Regions from separate parts of the Mus musculus genome. Here region 1 is linked to region 2. A link is a contact called in public HiChIP or PLAC-seq data. All regions are on one chromosome and are shown on one strand. Each heading gives the region's core, a stretch centred on a gene start, on an enhancer-like site or on the middle of the called end of the contact. The rest is flanking DNA. Distances are from core to core; before and after follow the strand shown. Region 1 has its middle 6.6 kb from the start of Banf2os. Region 2 overlaps Dstn (destrin).

The links. HiChIP or PLAC-seq counts read pairs in DNA pulled down with a chosen protein or histone mark.
Region 1: an H3K27ac HiChIP or PLAC-seq map of acute myeloid leukemia shows a contact between it and region 2, with 6 times the contacts expected there. The contact joins two enhancer-like sites. A contact is called at or near these places in 1 of 15 datasets of contacts at CTCF or cohesin (the NIH/3T3 cell line), 20 of 484 Hi-C or Micro-C datasets (the HPC-5 cell line, Th1 cells, bone marrow-derived dendritic cells and 5 more), 10 of 115 datasets of contacts at active chromatin or transcription factors (CD8 T cells, acute myeloid leukemia, bone marrow-derived macrophages and 4 more) and 4 of 9 other capture datasets (adipose tissue, embryonic stem cells, liver and 1 more).

Annotation. Positions count from the first base shown.
Region 1 is chr2:144,212,720-144,216,288 of GRCm38.p6, reverse strand. No RefSeq gene overlaps it. Among named protein-coding and RNA genes, the nearest start is that of Banf2os, 6.6 kb to the right of the region's middle. Within about 2 kb of position 1,513, at least 146 of the 459 cell types and tissues checked have an H3K27ac peak or open chromatin away from gene starts, as enhancers often do. A contact at or near this core is called in acute myeloid leukemia, where this site is marked.
Region 2 is chr2:143,933,249-143,936,579 of GRCm38.p6, reverse strand. The region is part of intron 1 of Dstn (destrin); the gene reads right to left. Among named protein-coding and RNA genes, the nearest start is that of Gm33804, 5.1 kb to the left of the region's middle. Within about 2 kb of position 1,914, at least 29 of the 459 cell types and tissues checked have an H3K27ac peak or open chromatin away from gene starts, as enhancers often do. A contact at or near this core is called in acute myeloid leukemia, where this site is marked.

The DNA.
Region 1 (3,569 bases), core at 264-2,763, 280 kb before region 2:
AACAGTGCTGTTGCCTAGGTCAGGAAACTGACATGACTTGACACAATTATCTAATTGTGATTAGATGTCACCAGCGGTCTTTTATAATGTCCTTTATGGCAAAACAAGATCCCATTTCTCCACTGTATTCTGTTGTCCTCTCTCTATTCTTCCAGGTCTTGCATGTCATTGATTGACATTGGTGACATGTGCAGACAATGATCTTGCATCAAGTCCCTTAGTTAGGGTCTGACTGACATTTCTTCATGAGTAGCCTCAGACTGTACACCTTCTGACGATCCTCAGAAAATAATGTCCCTTTCTCTTATCAGCAGGGACAGGAATCGGTTTCTCAGTCTGAAAGAATAAATTCTGATAGTAATATTCCAGGTAAGAAGAAAAAAAAAAAATCTAGACGCATCCAAGGAGCCTGGTTTAGCTCCCAGGAACCACTGCTATTAGCTCTTTCTTTTCACAAACAGGGGGAAGGGTTGAAGGCGGAGGACTTGAAGCAGAGGGGGAGCTACAGAGAGAATAATGGCTAACACTGGGGCCCAGAATGAGCAGAGGCCGGGAAAAGCGCTGAAGGCGACGGAGCGGGCTTTTAAATCGCTTACTTAAAAAACTCTCATTTGTTTCTCTGACACTTAAAAAAAAAAAAAAAAAAAAGGTGCCCACTGTGGAAAAAAAAAAAAACCCAAGGAACAAAGAAGAAAATAGCAAAGCCCTAGTCGATGCAGCCCTGATAATCTTGCAGGCACATGCCTTGCCAGCCGCCAGAAAAGCTCTTTCCAAACTGCTCTGGAAGTAGGAAACTAGCAGAGAAAGCCCCAGCTTCCCTGGGGGACGGTGAGGTCACACTAGCAGAAGCCAGCCCCGAGGACAGCTTTTTTTGTCTTCCTCCTTCACTCTGACGGGGCTGTGTCTGTAGGCCGGGAGGGACAAGCAGCCGGGCACCTTGGAGAATTCAGATCTGCTGCTGTCATATTTGTGGGGCTCTCAGACTGCCTCCATATGTGTGGAGCTAAGAGAGGAGTTCCCTGATTTTTAAAGATAAAAAGGAAGGAGAGTGGGATGCAAACCCTGCCTGTACTTCTTGCTTAGACAGGGGCAACATGCAGGCTAGAGCCAGGTCAGGAAGAACCTTCCCTGAGGACAGAGCTGGGGTCAGGGCGCGCGGGGTGGGCGTGGGAACAGGAGGGGCCCAGGAACAGGTTCTGTCAAATCACTGTCCTCAAGGGTCTGTGCAGCCCTAGGGACAGACCTGGGGACATCCTTGAGCCTGTGGGTTGATATAGGCAGCTGTAGCAAGTATAAGAGGGGGACCAGGTACCCATAGTGAGTCTGTCTGACTTTTGGGGTCCAGATTACCCTATGGTGGGGGGCTCCAGGGCACGGTGGGGAGGGGCTGAGAAACAGCTCTCGGGAACTGGGTCTGAAGGGCTGGGAAATGGTGGTACCTTCCAGCATGCTCACGGTAGATTTAACTGTGCACATACTGTGTGGTGTCTTTAAAACAGCCCAGGCGAACCTTCAACCAGAGGATTATCTCTGGGGGGGACAAAGGAGGAAAGAGAGGGCAAGGTAAGCGAGACAGCATGCAGCCTGTGACTCAGCCACTAGGAGGTGACCTCTGACCCTGCCTCTGTGTGCTCATGGCTTTGTATATCTCTGTGGTATGTGTGTGTGTGTGTGTGTGTGTGTGTGTGTGTGTGTATGTGTGTGTGTATGTGTGAGTGTGTATGTATGTGTGTATGTGTGTGTGTATGTGTGTGTGTGTGTATGTGTGTGTGTGTGTGTGTATGTGTGTGTGTGTATATGTGTGAGTGTGTATGTATGTGTGTGTGTATGTGTGTGTGTGCTCATTGGGTCTTTTAGAGTATGGGACAACAGGACAGTGAGGAATGGCCCATGATGGATTTGTATGCTCCTTAATAAGACTATTATTATTTTGGCTTTTTGGGACATGGTTTCACTGTGTAGCTCTGGCTGTCCTGGAGCTCACTGTGTTGAGCAGGCTGGCCTCGAACTCACAGAGATCCTTCCTTCTGCCTCTGTGTGCACTACCATGCCTGGCCAAGGCTATCTTATTTTATTTTTTTAAATTGTGGTAAAACATAGAACTTTAGAGTTGAGGATGTAGCTTAGTGGTAGAGCCCTTGGCTAGGACACACGAGGACCTGAATTCGATCCCAGTATCAGACAAACGAAAGCATGAAGCAATGACTTTATAGCCTTTACATTGCTGAGTGCACACGACACTGTTAATGAGGTACACCACGTGTCTAGGTTTCCAGAATGTGTCACCTTGTAAAACTGAAACTCTCCACACTGTGGAACAATTCCCCAGTTCCTCCTTGCCCAGGCCCTGGTGACCACATCCTATTTTCTGTCTCTCTATATTTGACTGTTCTAGGAACCTTGCATAAATGACATCCTGCAGTTTTATCCTTCTGTGACTGACATTTGGCATAATGTCCTGAAGTCCCATCCGTCTTATGGAGTATAACTGAATTTTCCTCTTTTTCCTTTTGTTTCCAGAGATGATTTTGCAATTTCGCCTAATCTGGTTTAGAACTCACTGTGGAGTCCAGCCTGGCTTTGAACTCATGGTCTTCCTGCCCCGGCTTCCTGAGTGCTGGGATTGCAGGTGTGGGCCGCTCTGCTTGGTTACATTTCATTCTATTTGTGGCTGAGAACTTCCCGGTGTCTATGTATTGATTGCCTTTACTGCTTCATCTGCTGGTGACTATTTAGTTTTCTTTTACCTCTTGGCCATTGTCACTGTTGCTGCAATAAACACAAACATGCAAGTATCTTTTCAAGAGTCATTTTCAGTCTTTGGATATATCCCTGTTGTTTTTGTTTGTTTGTTTGTTTGTTTGTTTGTTTTTTTGTTTTTTTTTGTTTTTTGTTTTTAGTTTGTTTGGGCAGCTACAACACAAAATCTTGGACTAGGTTTTATTTTTTAATTAGAAAAAAATTATATCTCAGTGTGGTGGTATATGCCTTTCGTCTCAGCACTCAGGTAGCAGAGAAATGCTGAGAGCTCTATGAATTCAAGGCTAGCTTAGTCTACATAACAAGTTCCAGGCCAGCCAGAAATACACAGTGAGACCTTGTCTCAAACAAATAAACAAACAAAAACCAAAAAACAGGGCTGGGCTGGAGAGATGGCTCAGTGGTTAAGAGCACTGGTTGCCCTTCCAGAGGTCCTGAGTTCAATTCCCAGCAACCACATGGTGGCTCACTACCATCTGTCATGGGATCTGATGCCCTCTTCTGGCATGCAGATATACATGCAGACTGAGTATTCATCTACACAAATAAATGTTAAAAAATCGTAAAAAACAAAAACCAACACACACACACACACACACACACACACACACACACACACACACACACAAACCCAAAAACAAAACAAAAACCCAAAGACTTATTTCTTTGTTTATGTGGATGGTGTTTTGCCTGCATGTGTTAATGTGTACCACATGAGCACCCTGGACCCATGGAGGTCAGAAGAGGGCATTGGATTCCCTGGACCTGGAGTTACAAGCATTTGTGAGCTGTCATGTGGATGCTGGGAA
Region 2 (3,331 bases), core at 665-3,164:
CACTAACAAATGTTAGTGTGGACAAGCTGTAACCTCACATTGCAGCAACAAAATTGCAAACTCAACCACTTGAGCAATTTTCAAAGAGCTAAACATGGAGTCACCAGATACAGTTCTTTGTATACAGAGAAAATAAAAATATCCCCGTATTAACAACCATACACAAATGTTCACAGAACCATTATTAACACAGATACAAACTGGAAACTACCTCAAAGTCCATTAAGTGAAGAGATTTTTAAATGAACTACAGCCACACAATAAAGCAAAAAGGAGGAACTGACATGCTACAACATAAATGAACCTCAGAAGACATCACATTCAGGAAAAAAAAAAAAAAAAAAAAAAAAAAAAAAAAAAAAAAGCCAAAGAGAAAGGGCAGCACACAACATGATTCTATTTATATAAAATGTCCCCAAGGCAAATCTGTAAGTAGACCAGTGGTTTCCAGGGCCCAGAGAACTGGAAAGGGACTGACTACTAAGTGGTAATTTTCTTTTGGGGGTGATGGAAATAAATGCTCTGCAGTAAACTGCTACTTCATCACATTCAAGAAGCTAGTGTTCGCCTATATCCAATGAAGCAGTGTGATGGCTAAGGCGGGAAGATCACCAGTTCAAGCCCAGCCTGGGTGACATTAGTGAGACTCAGTCACAGAAAGACAAGAGAAAAAGATGCCTGCAAGCATGTAGGGGACTGAGATATAGTGGGAACCTAGCATTTGTTTCTAAGGTAATTTGTCATTCAATCATTGATTGTTAAGAGTGCTACATCCACTCCAATCCTGGCTATCTAGTCCACATCTTCCCAATCTCCTCAGATCTTGCTAACCAAATCCACAGTTTTTGTATAGTAAATGAACAGCAGCACATTTTAATACAGTGGCAGTCAGAAAATTAACAGTAGATAGAAAACTAACAAAACTTCAATATTACTATACTCATATTCTTATTACCTGTGTATGCTTATTACATTTTTTTAATCAAATTTAAACCTTTTAGTGCTTTAGCAGTATTTTCTGATCCTTGTAAGAAATGGGGGGAAAAGTTCAAATAATATTACCAAGGAAAAACTAGAAACACTTCAATTCCTCTCTAGTCCATAATAATGCTGATATCTAAGTATTTTTTAAAGACTATCTAAGTATTTTATAAAGATTTATTTATTTATTTTCTGTTTATGAGTACACTGTTTATGAGTTGTCTGCAGACACACCAGAAGAAGGTGTCAATCACAATACAGATGGTTGTGAGCCACCATGTAGTTGCTGGGACTTGAACTCAGGATCTTTGGAAGAGCAGTCAGTGCTCTTAACCACTGAGCTAACTCTCCAGCCCTATGTAAGTATTTTTTAACCAACAACCAAGTCTTTCTTTTTAAAATGTTCTATTTAAAATTTATCATTCAGGGCTGAAGAGATGCCTCAGTGGTTAAGAGCAGCACTCTGTGTGCTCTTCCAGAGGTCCTGAGTTCAATCCCCAGCAACCACATAGTGGCTTACAACCATCTGTAATGGGATCTGATGCCCTCTTCTGGCATGTAGGTGTACACACAGATATAACACTCATATATGTAATAAAATAAATAAATCATCCCTATGATGTTTGAATCAATCCATCCCTCCCTCAGCCTCCCATTAAGTTTACTTTCTAACTTCATGTGTTTTTTTTAATAGCCACCATTTAGTGCTTGCCTAATTCTTAGAAGGCAACACTGGAAGTGCTGTATTCATTTATTCAACCAATACCTGAATATATCTAAAGTATTTAAGTCTCTCAAATGCAACTTGAAACTGACTTAGGAATTGGTCGTGACCTGTAACTGAAAAGAAAGTAAAACACGATTCTGCAGTTGTGCGTGGCTGGCTCTAACCTGGGCAGAGTGGACCTGGTAGCAGAAAGGCTGCCTGTGCTGGTTTCCGGTGAGAAGCGTTATTTCTAAACACCCGAGCTTGAGGAAATGGCCCCTGGAGACAGTGAGGAAGAAGATTTTGAAACATCCAGATTAACAAACTATCAACTGCCATAGTGAGGTAGAAAACCAAATCTAAAGACAGATGTGAAAGGGAAATGTCAGGATGGGTCCAAGACAGGGAGGGCCAGGCATCGGGGTGGAAACCGACTACAAAAGGAGACCAGAGGATGGACAGAAGAGCAAGTAGAGTACGCGGGCGGTGCTAGATAACAGCACTGCGCTCACGGGGGATCAGTGGCCAGGGTCTCCTCCACAGGCAGGCAGGTTCAGGAGCTTGGCGGCATTGGTTAGTTTAAAAACCAACTCAGATGAGCACAGCAGAGCTTTCCACATAAAAGGACGGGAGCAGAGTGCGCTATGGAAGGGCATCAGCTGCGCTAATTCCAAGTCAAGGTGAGGGGACAGGGTTTCCCTGGCAGTGGCAGCAGTACTGAGGCAGCTGTGGGCGCCAACAGGACTCAGCAGCAAGCTCCCTCACAATCCCTAGACTCAAGTCAGGGACGAAGCTGGGGGTGGTGGGCATGCCAATAGTAGTCAGGAGGCAGGTTACTCTCTCCTAAACTTCCACTGCAGTGGTCTAGAGACTGACTACAGTATGGCTCCTCAGGACTGGTACATAATTCTGTACTTTGCCTGTGAAAATAGTAAGAAACCCAGTAGGCAGAATCTATGTTAGATTTAGCTAAATGGATTTTTGAATTGCTATACCTAGGCTCAGTATGTCTAGATGGCCTTTAAACAGCAGCAATATGGAAGAGATGAAAAAATTAACTGTTGCCTGGACCCTTCATGCTTATTTTTATATAGTCAAAGACAAACCCTTTGGGCAAGCAGACGGAGAAAGCACAGAGCAGCTCTCGGAAGCCTGGCCTCACTGCCCAAGCTCCCCACTGCCTCTCCCCGCTGCTCCTCCACCGCCAGCACGCCTCCTGCCTTCAGCAACCCTGACACCTTTTATCCTGATGGCTGAATTAGAAACCAGGTAAAAAGTATAAGTGAGGTGGAAAAAAGACTAAGTAATGATACCTTAAATAATTAATTTTTTCTTAATTGACTGATTTTCTTAATAACTGGGAGGTCAGATTTGACTTTAATGTATACAGGATCTGACTATTGCTAACATTTAGCTCCCAATATTTGATAAAATGATTAATATTTGAGTTCACTGCTGTATTTACTCCCCCTCCCACACCCCATATTTACCCCTTCAACTGCAAGTTATAATGAAATAATCAAGAAGAGTCCTTTACAAACACCAGTGGCCCAAGTCCAAGGATTTGTGCCACAAACACCTGGCACAAACTACTGGCGCCTTCAAAGCTTCTTAAACCAAACCACACAAACCGGGCACAGAAGA